2 separate regions of the Triticum aestivum genome follow, and region 1 is linked to region 2. A link is a contact called in public Hi-C data. All regions are on one chromosome and are shown on one strand. Each heading gives the region's core, a stretch centred on a gene start, on an enhancer-like site or on the middle of the called end of the contact. The rest is flanking DNA. Distances are from core to core; before and after follow the strand shown.

What was found. Hi-C and Micro-C count contacts between places; a contact is called where the count stands out from the background.
Region 1: a Hi-C map of leaf shows a contact between it and region 2, with 9 times the contacts expected there. The contact joins the promoter of LOC123181218 here to the promoter of LOC123181216 in region 2. A contact is called at or near these places in 1 of 5 Hi-C or Micro-C datasets (leaf) and 1 of 1 datasets of contacts at active chromatin or transcription factors (leaf).

The regions. Positions count from the first base shown.
Region 1 is chr1D:240,670,468-240,675,241 of IWGSC CS RefSeq v2.1, forward strand. LOC123181218 (pentatricopeptide repeat-containing protein At2g20710, mitochondrial) reads right to left here and starts at 3,423. Exons shown (of 3, transcript XR_006491551.1): 1 at 3,036-3,423; 2 at 1,682-2,959; 3 at 444-681.
Region 2 is chr1D:240,417,529-240,422,067 of IWGSC CS RefSeq v2.1, forward strand. It overlaps LOC123181216 (calcium uniporter protein 2, mitochondrial), which reads right to left and starts at 2,420. Exons shown (of 2, transcript XM_044593475.1): 1 at 1,781-2,420. The coding sequence starts at 2,272.

The DNA of each region.
Region 1 (4,774 bases), core at 2,173-4,672, 250 kb after region 2:
CAAACCGCCGACGCTCTCAGATGCCTCCCTGGGGGCTGGGTTTCGGGTGATACTGCCGGTGCTAAAATTGCACGAAACCGGCAAAAAAAGCGATCCCGGGGGCGTGAGTGGAGACTTTTTTCACTGCTGGCGCTCTCAAAGTTAGAAAAAAAAGCCTCTTGGGGAGCCCTGTGGAGATGCTCTAAGTGAGAAGAGCGTACCACACCCGAGCAAGTTAGTACACGAATATGCTATATATGTATGCAAGCAAATCGTACGACAAGGGGCCAAAATGATACACTTATGTGTGTGATACGCACAAGAAAAAGAAAGGAGTGGGTTAACCACACCCACACCCAAAGCAGAACAAAATTTCGGCATGCAATCATATCACATGGTGCCCGTGGACGGAAGGGAGATGGGTGATTAATCGCTGACTGGACTGGCCCCCACAACAAATCAACAAACGGAAGCTTTCTCTTTCCCCTTAAACTGATGAAGGCGACGCAAATCAATAGAAACTTCACATGCCTTCTCTCTCCTAAGAAACCGCAGAGAACAAAAAAAAGAAGGGAAATATGTCTATGTTGCTTGGAGAAATAAAATTTTCCTTTGGCCGGCGTACGTACGTGTTCCCATCAGGACGGCGGCAAACTCGGAAAAAGAATCACACAGGTTCTCCAAGATCCTGACGAGGCGCTCCTGCATAAGATAATTTCGATTAAAATGTTAAATTTCTTAAACACATGTGCTTGAAAGTAAGAAGCGGAAGGCAATTCTAGTTATAACACATCATTGGCTCACCCTACATTAAGTGCTGCAGATCACGTGAATCGAACTGGGTTTTTCAAATGTGAAATGTACAGCAAACCTCATTCTTCAGTTCCATGACAAATAATGCCCCAACTACCAGCCATACTGAAATACTTCACCACGATCCATTTGTGCAGCAACTTTCGTTGTTGTTTCCAGTCTTTGCTGGTCTTCCACAAGTGATCTGAACCATTATTCCACCCGACTCGTTTGATGCCAGGCCTAGCTATCGCTAGTGGCCAGCTCCACAGAAATTCAGGCCATTGGAGGGACAACTTGCCGCCACCTAGATCCAGCATTCTCACAACCAACCCTCCCATATTGTAGGCATCATATGAGCACACAAAAAAGAATTAAACTATATTTTCCTCAAATGAAGAACAAAAGCTAAATGTGAATGTACTTCAGTAATATGCCTTTCATGCGATGGGCATACATCTCTTCAGAGTCCATATCTCTGGTTTATTGTCTTTCATGAAAAAAAAATCTCTGGTTTATTACACAAGGTATTACCAGGCTATCAGCTCATGTCAGACATACCCCCATAGCGACTTTGGATGCCATGAAAACAGAAGAAAAGAAAAGAAAAGGAGAAGCAGTTATGTCGCAAGTGGAAGAATTTGATGTGGTAGATGGAGCCAGGGAGATTGGCTTAAAAGACTGATTTGTGACACTACTGAACAGTTGCATTACATCATATCTTATCTGATCCTAACAGAAGTACAAACCTGTGCAAATTTCAAATGAACATACTCTAAGAATATATTTGACATCCCCACTGCCCTGTGACACCGTCATATAGAAGATTAAAGAATTACAGTGTCTTAGATAAGCACTAAGCAGTGGAAGGAAGTCAAACTAATTAATAATTGGATGGTTTAGCAGCTACCTGCCATGGGAAATAAACAACCAACGAAATTGCTTAGTGATAGGAAGATGCGGATATCTACTGGCATATTCCAGCGATGATTTTATCTGTTTCTTCATCAGCCTCAAAACCATCTTTTTTCATGCGATCAAGTAAATCTGACACTGGTTGTCCTGCATGAACATATGTCTGCAGTAAAATGTGGTAAACATCCCTTGTCAAAGGTACTAAATTCCGTAGCAGGCTTGCCATCTCCTCGGCTGCTTCAACATTCTTTTGCTCCATGAAATGTTCCAGGCTCATTAGCACATTTGTTAGGTCAGGTTCCCATCGAGAAGACGCACAAGCAAGAGCTTTCCTTGTCATATCCACCGCCTTCGACACCTGGCCGTCCTGGAAAAATCCACTAGCCAAACTATACCAAGTACTACGGTGAGGTGTCCTCCCTTTGGCGATGGCTTCATCCAGGAGAGCTTCTGCCTTCTCCATAAGACCTTTGGCACAGTAAGCATTTAGCAGTAAGTTTGTTAAGTGGATATCATGGTGAACATACCTACTTTCCCACTCTCCAAAGGCTTTCTCAGCACCATCAATGTCATTCATCTTAAGCAGCGCAGTTATCCTGCACATGTACATCGAGTTGCATGCCGGCACTTTGGACTTGTAGACATTCCAAACCCGGTCCGCCTCACTACTCATTCCCAAATCAGCAAACATGGAAAGCAAGAACCCATATGCAACCCTCTCATCCTTCCGACCTATCTGCTTTTCTGATTCCTGGATAGCTCGCAAGGCCTTTCCTTGCTGCCCGGCTTCCATGAAGGCCCTGGCTACAATGGCATGTGAGTGCCAATTCACGATCTTCGGGTCGACCTTCTTGATAATTTCCTCAATGCCATCAAAATTCCCAGCAGCTGCGAGCACCGTCAACAGAATGTTGATACTGAAGACATCAGGCTTGATGCCGCTCTCTTCCATGGTCCTGTACATGGCGTGCACCCTCTCAACCTGCCCGGTCTCCCAGTAAAGCTTCATCATCACATTGTAAGGATATGATCTCATCATTCCCAAGTCCTGCATCTCCGCGAAGAGCTTTTCGGCCTCGTCTACGGACTTTGCCTCCGCATAGCATTTCAGGAGGGAGCCGTAGCAATGAGAGTTCTTCACCTGGATCGACAAGCCCTTCCAGTAGTTCACGGCACTCTCGGGGCCCTGCACCTTGCTGATCAGCTCCAGCCGGTACGCGACGTCGCCAGGCGACAGGTACATGTACCGCCGGTCGGTCATCCACATTGAAAGCTGCAAGAGCACAAAGAATCAGCGAGTGGGGTGCGCGCAAAGGGAGTGTTCGCTTCGGGGTTGGGGTGATTGCGACCTCGAGCGCGTGGGATAAGCGGCGGATGCGGACGGGCTTCTTGACGATGCACATGAGGTTGTTCTTCTCGACGGCCCGGCCCTCCGTGACCGCCCATTGCTCCAGCACGGGAGTCAGCGGGAGGCGCGGGTTCCATACGGCAGTGACGCGGCGGTAGAGTGAATCGGCCAGCGGGCGCCGCGGTGGATGGGGCGAGGCTGCGGCGGTCTCGGCGGCCGTGGACAGGCATCGGAGCAGGCAGCCGCGAGGAGGGAGGAGGTGGTGCATGGTGGCGCGGCCGCTCCGGCGGTTCGATGCCGGCGGAGGAGGGTGAGGGTTTGGGGGAATGGGGAATGGGCTCAGATGGGCCTTGTGCTGAATGGGCTTCAGGGTGGTTAATCTAATCGAAAGGAAGGGGGAGACAGGATAAATTCTCCAGAAGATTATAGGACCCGGGCTTGGCTACTGTCCTGGTGGGCGCAAGGCACATGCCAAAAGGTGGCTAAAGAGAGGGACAGGCTTAAGGGCATCGGTGGGCTTCAGAGACGAGGTCGGCATGAGCGAGCGTGTGACACAAGACTATAGCTGGCCAAACGGGCCGTGCTAACTGGGCCGGCCCGGTAGCACGCAGGAACGGCACGGCCCAGGCATGGCACGGCCCGGGCTAAACGGGCCAGGACGGCACGCGGCACGCCATGGGCCGTGCCTGGGCCTGGAGGCTGGGCACGCGGGGCGGCACGGCACAACCCGTTTAACTTTTTTTTGAAATATATAAATAAATATGTCCTATATAAATACCTAGTACTCTAATATGTTCAATACTTTTGTAGTGCATGCGTACATTTGTAGTGCTCTAATATATTTCTTTCTATTTCTTTTAATCTTTTAGTATTTCTAGAGCATAGCTTGTACTCTTTTACTTCTTTGGGATGGAAGGTTTTAATGAGGCAAGCGTTAATAAAACTCTAGATTTATCCCAGATAATACTCTACATTTTTTGTGCATTTTTCTACATTTTTTGGAAGAAAAAAAATTTGCTGTACAGAGGGGAAAAATGCGCCAGGCGGCCCAGCGTGCGATAACGGGCCGGCGTGCCTGGGCGTGCCGCGTGCCGGCCCAAATAGGTTGCATGCCGTGCCTCGGTTGCAAGCTCCCGCCCGTGGGCCGGCACGGCACGGTCCGGCTAATAATCATGTCGTGGCAGGCCGTGCCGTGGCAGGCACGATTGCCGCGGGCCGGGCTGGGCCGGCCCGTTTGGCCAGGAATACACAAGACATACCCAGGTTCGGAGCTCTTCTGAGAGATAATACCCCTAGTCTTGCCGAGAGTGGTATATATGTGAAGTAGTACAGAGTTGCTCCTAGAGCTGTTCGGGGGAGAAAGGAGGGAAGGCAAAGGCTTAGGCTGCTCCTTCTTTGTGAGTGTGTGTGTGTGTGTGTGTGGGAAGCCGGAGCTGGGACCCGCCGGGTACCAGGATTCGCCGGGTTCTCCGGGTGCGGTCCCCGCGCGCTAGGGGGCACCGTTCTCCGTCTTGTCGTGCGTCATGAAGTGGTTGGGCCGGCTCGGCTACAGTGGCGCTCCGCCTGGTCGCCATCGGCTTGCGTCAGTAGGATGAGGGGGGCACTGTTGACACGCCGGCCCTGGTCAGCGGAGTAGGTGGGACACTGTAGCCACGCTCCTGCCGGTCAGCGGGGTTGGTAGACCACTGTAGCCACGCTCATCCCCTCTACGGGGACTTGTTCCGTCGTATGCCTTGGATG
Region 2 (4,539 bases), core at 1,170-3,669:
TCTTCTTTTCAAGGGAGATCCATCAAAGAAAGAGCAATACTGGAAGGACAAAAACATTTAGCTCAAACAAGTGCAAAATGTTTGGTCTCTATCCTCCACATGGATTCAAATACCATTCAAAAGAAAATGTTTTTTTGTCAAGTCAGTATTGGGCATTAAACACATATCGACTGCACGCCTTAACATCTAAAATTCTAGATACAGCTACAAGACTAAATCATGCAAAAAGATTTTCCACAAATAGTTTTGTCACCGCCGACAGCCACAACTTGCAAGGGGTAGCTTGCCAAGTTATGGTGACCACGGAGGGACCAAGCAAAAACAAACAACAAATCGTACCACTTATCTTGCCTATGAGTACTATTACCTAATCAGAACCAGATGGCATGTGTTGATGTTCCTAAACTTTGTTTAGGTCCACCCAGAACTTTTTTTTGGGGGGGAAGGTCACCAAGATAAGAGAAGTAGATTTGTCATTGACTTGTTAGCCCTGTGTTAGTCTCCTATTTTTCAAATGGGAAGGGATGCAGCTTATTTATTCAGCAGGAAATAACAACAGCATTTTTTTAGTACTTCATATCTCATGAAAACAAATAGTAGTAACAAGATCAATTCTACACTGTTACAGTTAAGATGCGGGTAACAGATTGAATTCTCTAAACAAAATGCAAAAAAATGTTAGTAAATAGCTTTCACCCTAACAAACGAACCGAACCAGTGACAAGGACACCACATGATGGGCCATTCTGGTGTCGCAATTGCTAAAAAGGGCTGATCTCATGGCCACAACAGGCACTACTTGTTATGCAAATGGTAGTGGTAGTAGTTCTACATCTTCCACTATGTAACCAACTAAATTGTTGTGATGCATGACATGCTCAAAGGTAAATCAACCCACCACCACCACTGACATGATTGTACTGTGATTTGAATCTTCTACTATGCAATTCAAACAGCAGATTCATACTATCAATTGCTTATCACTGCCATCTAATTGTAGATCGGACAACAGCAAGTGGAATGGTGCTTCACTAATGTGTATTTTAAACTATTGAATAGTAAGAAATCCGGTGAAGTACTTCAGTATGAACATCTACATGACTACCAATGGAAATGATGAAGTTGAAAACATGTGCTCCAATTCCCAAAATAGTGAAGCCATTATCATCAGCGTGATACTAGACGCCAACCAATCTGAATATAGAGAATAACCAAGCATGTTCTTTTTTGGGTGCCCAATGGCAGCTAGGTTCTCCTCATGTTTCATTCATCGGAGATTTTTTTTTGTAATTTTAGCAAGACTGTCATTTAGTTTCTTCCCTCCTCAGATTTAGATCGAGGGGTAGAAATTAGATTTGTTGTTTTCCTTCTGGTTTTGAGAGAAGAAAGGAAACTCCCATCTTGGAACGGAACGGAAGGGGGGTAAGTAAAATCCCCCAAACTTTTGGTGTCACAACTGCTCTATTGTTTTAGAACACCGCCGTTTCTTTGGTTCATTTCCTGTTGGGAGAAACATGCAAAACACGCGAAAAATCTCGTCAGATCTCTAGCCTTGTGAAATTCTGTACCCGGTCACCCGGATTAAAATGAACAGTAGAACAAGAGAAGAGAGCAGAACAGAGGAACCAACGTGTCTTTTTTTGTCTGTAAAAGACGCTAACTGCAAGGCAAAACTAGAGCAAAAAGGTTGGGACGGATCAAGCAACATTTAGACAGGTCATTGATTTGATTTGAAGCAGCGAAATGGGAGGCAGGGAGGAGGAGGAGGGGCGGGCCGTACCATTTCGGGCCTGAGGAAGACGGTCCTGCCGAGCACGATGACGGATCCGGACTCGTCGAGCGCGCGCGCGACGGAGGGCCCGTCGTCGGCGCCCGCGGCGTCGCAGCAGAGGCGCAGGAACTCGGCGTAGGGCACGGTGCCCTCGCGGGACGCCCGCACCCGCGCGCGCGCCGCCTCCATCTGCGTGGCGCGCAGCACCTTCCGCGCCTCCTCCACCGTGAGGCTGCCCACCACCGCGGCGGCCTCCCTCGTCTGGTGCTGGGGCCGGGCAGGGGCGGGGGGGACGAGGCCGTCGAGGTTGATGCGCGGGAAGGAGACGCCTAGGTGGTCGCGGATCCGGTCGGCCAGGGGCATGAAGCCGACGTCCGGGGGCACGGCGGGGCGGAAGGCGGGGCGCTCCTGCATGAAGCGGCGGGGCATCCCGTAGGCCTGCTGCGGCGCCGCCGCCGACGCGAAGCGCTGCGCGACGGCCCTCCTCAGCGCGGCCGCCATTGCTATGATGTGCGTCGGTGGCGCTGCTTGCTCCGGACCCGACGAGCGGGGGGAGAAGAGGAGGGAAGGGGAGTGGAATCGAGCGGAAGGTAGGGTTAATCGGGTCGGGGACGCGGACGGGGCGGTTGATTTGCGGTGGAAGGAATGGTGGGGCGTGGGCGGCTATTTATACCCCCGCCGCTTGCGTCCGGGCTGTTCGAGTTCGAGCCAGGCTGCGGCCCGCCCACGCCAACGGCGCGACCCGCCCCGCCCCGAGTTCCCGTCGCGTGTAGTAATCTTTGGCACTGGAGTTTTCACAGGCTAGCAGCAGCTTTGATTTTCTTTAAAATGTAGCATTATGTATCCATTTTAACTACTTATTTTGCGGTCATTTAACTTCACGCGTTGGTCGTCGTCCTCTCTATAGTTTTTCTTTCTTTCGGTTCATCACTTCTGCCTCTCCGACGGCATTTGGAAAATGACACCTTCGAGCCTTCGACACACCATCTCCGAAAGTTTTTTTTTTGTTATACACAAAGGAAAGTGTTTATTTTACAAGATGATGTAGCATTAGACTCTTCATTTCATTGGTCGATCGATACACGTAGCGGACTAACGAGTAATACTCCGTTTGACGAGCAGTTCGCGACGGTAGCAGCCACCACAGGCGGCTATGAGTATACCAAAAACTATCAGACTCTTTTTTCTTTTCATTAAATCGAGCAGTTTACTAGCTAGCACAAAGTAGTTACTACGAGTAGTATCATTTTGCTCGAAATAGCGTTTCCTAGCTAGGCGTCTCCCATACGTCCATCGTGTGGTGCATTTTTTCTTCTTCTTCTCCTGTAACAGAATGTGGCGCGTTCTACAACGGCCTGCCACTGCCAGCAAGCAAAAACGTGTATGGGGTGTGCTGGTTTGGCACCGAACAGTTTTTTTGGGATGTCGTTATGGCGTTCCTATTTTCGTACCCCCGGCATTTGCACGTTTTGGCGCTTGTTTGGCATGAACAGCGTGTATTTTTTTAATATAATAAATATCAGCTCGCTGAATATCGAGGCGAGTGAGGTCATTGGCAGTTTCGATGGAATACACACACACATATGGTGCACTCCCACGTGCAAACAAAAAAATAGTGTGCTCCAACGTGTTGCACGAGTCGGTTACAGGGTTTGTTTGTTTTTCAGTGATTATATTACAATCAAATACCAACACATTGTTGTCAGAAAAAAACGCATTGAGTAAAGGGTACAGCTATATAGAAATTGAAAAGTTTACATGCATGGGTCCTATAGAAGTTCTGCGTCATAGACTCGGATAAGCATGGATCAGATCCCAAATCGATATGGAGTGCAAGGAGAATAATTGCAATAAAGTTTTGCTTCTTTTACGACACAAAAGATAGTCGTAGCCACACAGCTAGTGCTACATATTAAAGAGAAAATGAAAAGGTCTTAGGAGCACCTCATTTCCATTTGATCCCTTTTCTTGGAGACAATTTTTTTCCCTGAATTAGTATCGACTCATACAAACATGAAAATTACAGTTACTCCAATGATCATGATATATAACTTATATTATGTTTGAGGTGCTTTGTACGTACGATACACTTTTATATTGGAGTTGTCTTTTTGCAAAAAAGGAGGAAGGTAGTTACTCCTTCATTTTCATTTTTATTCTTGCATATAAGTTTTGTTTGAGTCAAACTTTGTAATATTTGACTAACTTACAGAAGTAATATTACCATTTATAATACGAAACTAATATCTTTAAATGGATCATGAAATCAATATCATTTAAATAAAAAGTTGTGCTTGTTTATTTAATTATTGAGAAAATCTTGCTTTTTTGTTTGATCCCACCAATTTTCTAAAGATGATTTCCTTTGATCCTAACGTGGACACACACATCTTTAAATCTCCAGCTGCGACGAGTATACTTCAAACAAACCAGTAAACTGACAATGTCCACCGGCAAAAACGAAAAGAAGAAGACAATGTCCACCGCGGGTTTCATATGTCTTACATATTGTCCGATGCTACTCAAATTCTACCAGGAAATTTCATGGCCTCCCCGACTTGTGTTAAGCATCTTTAATGTTGACCCGTAAACTTGCTCTGATATCTGTCCGCGTCAGCGATCTAACATTGCCCGCATACATTTTAAGCCGGGTTTTAACTAACCGGGCAAAGCGTGTAAACACGGCAGATTTCATCGCAGTTCTGATCGAAAATGGTACAAATCATCCATACATAGCATGCAAATAAGTCTAGTACAACAATAGTTCA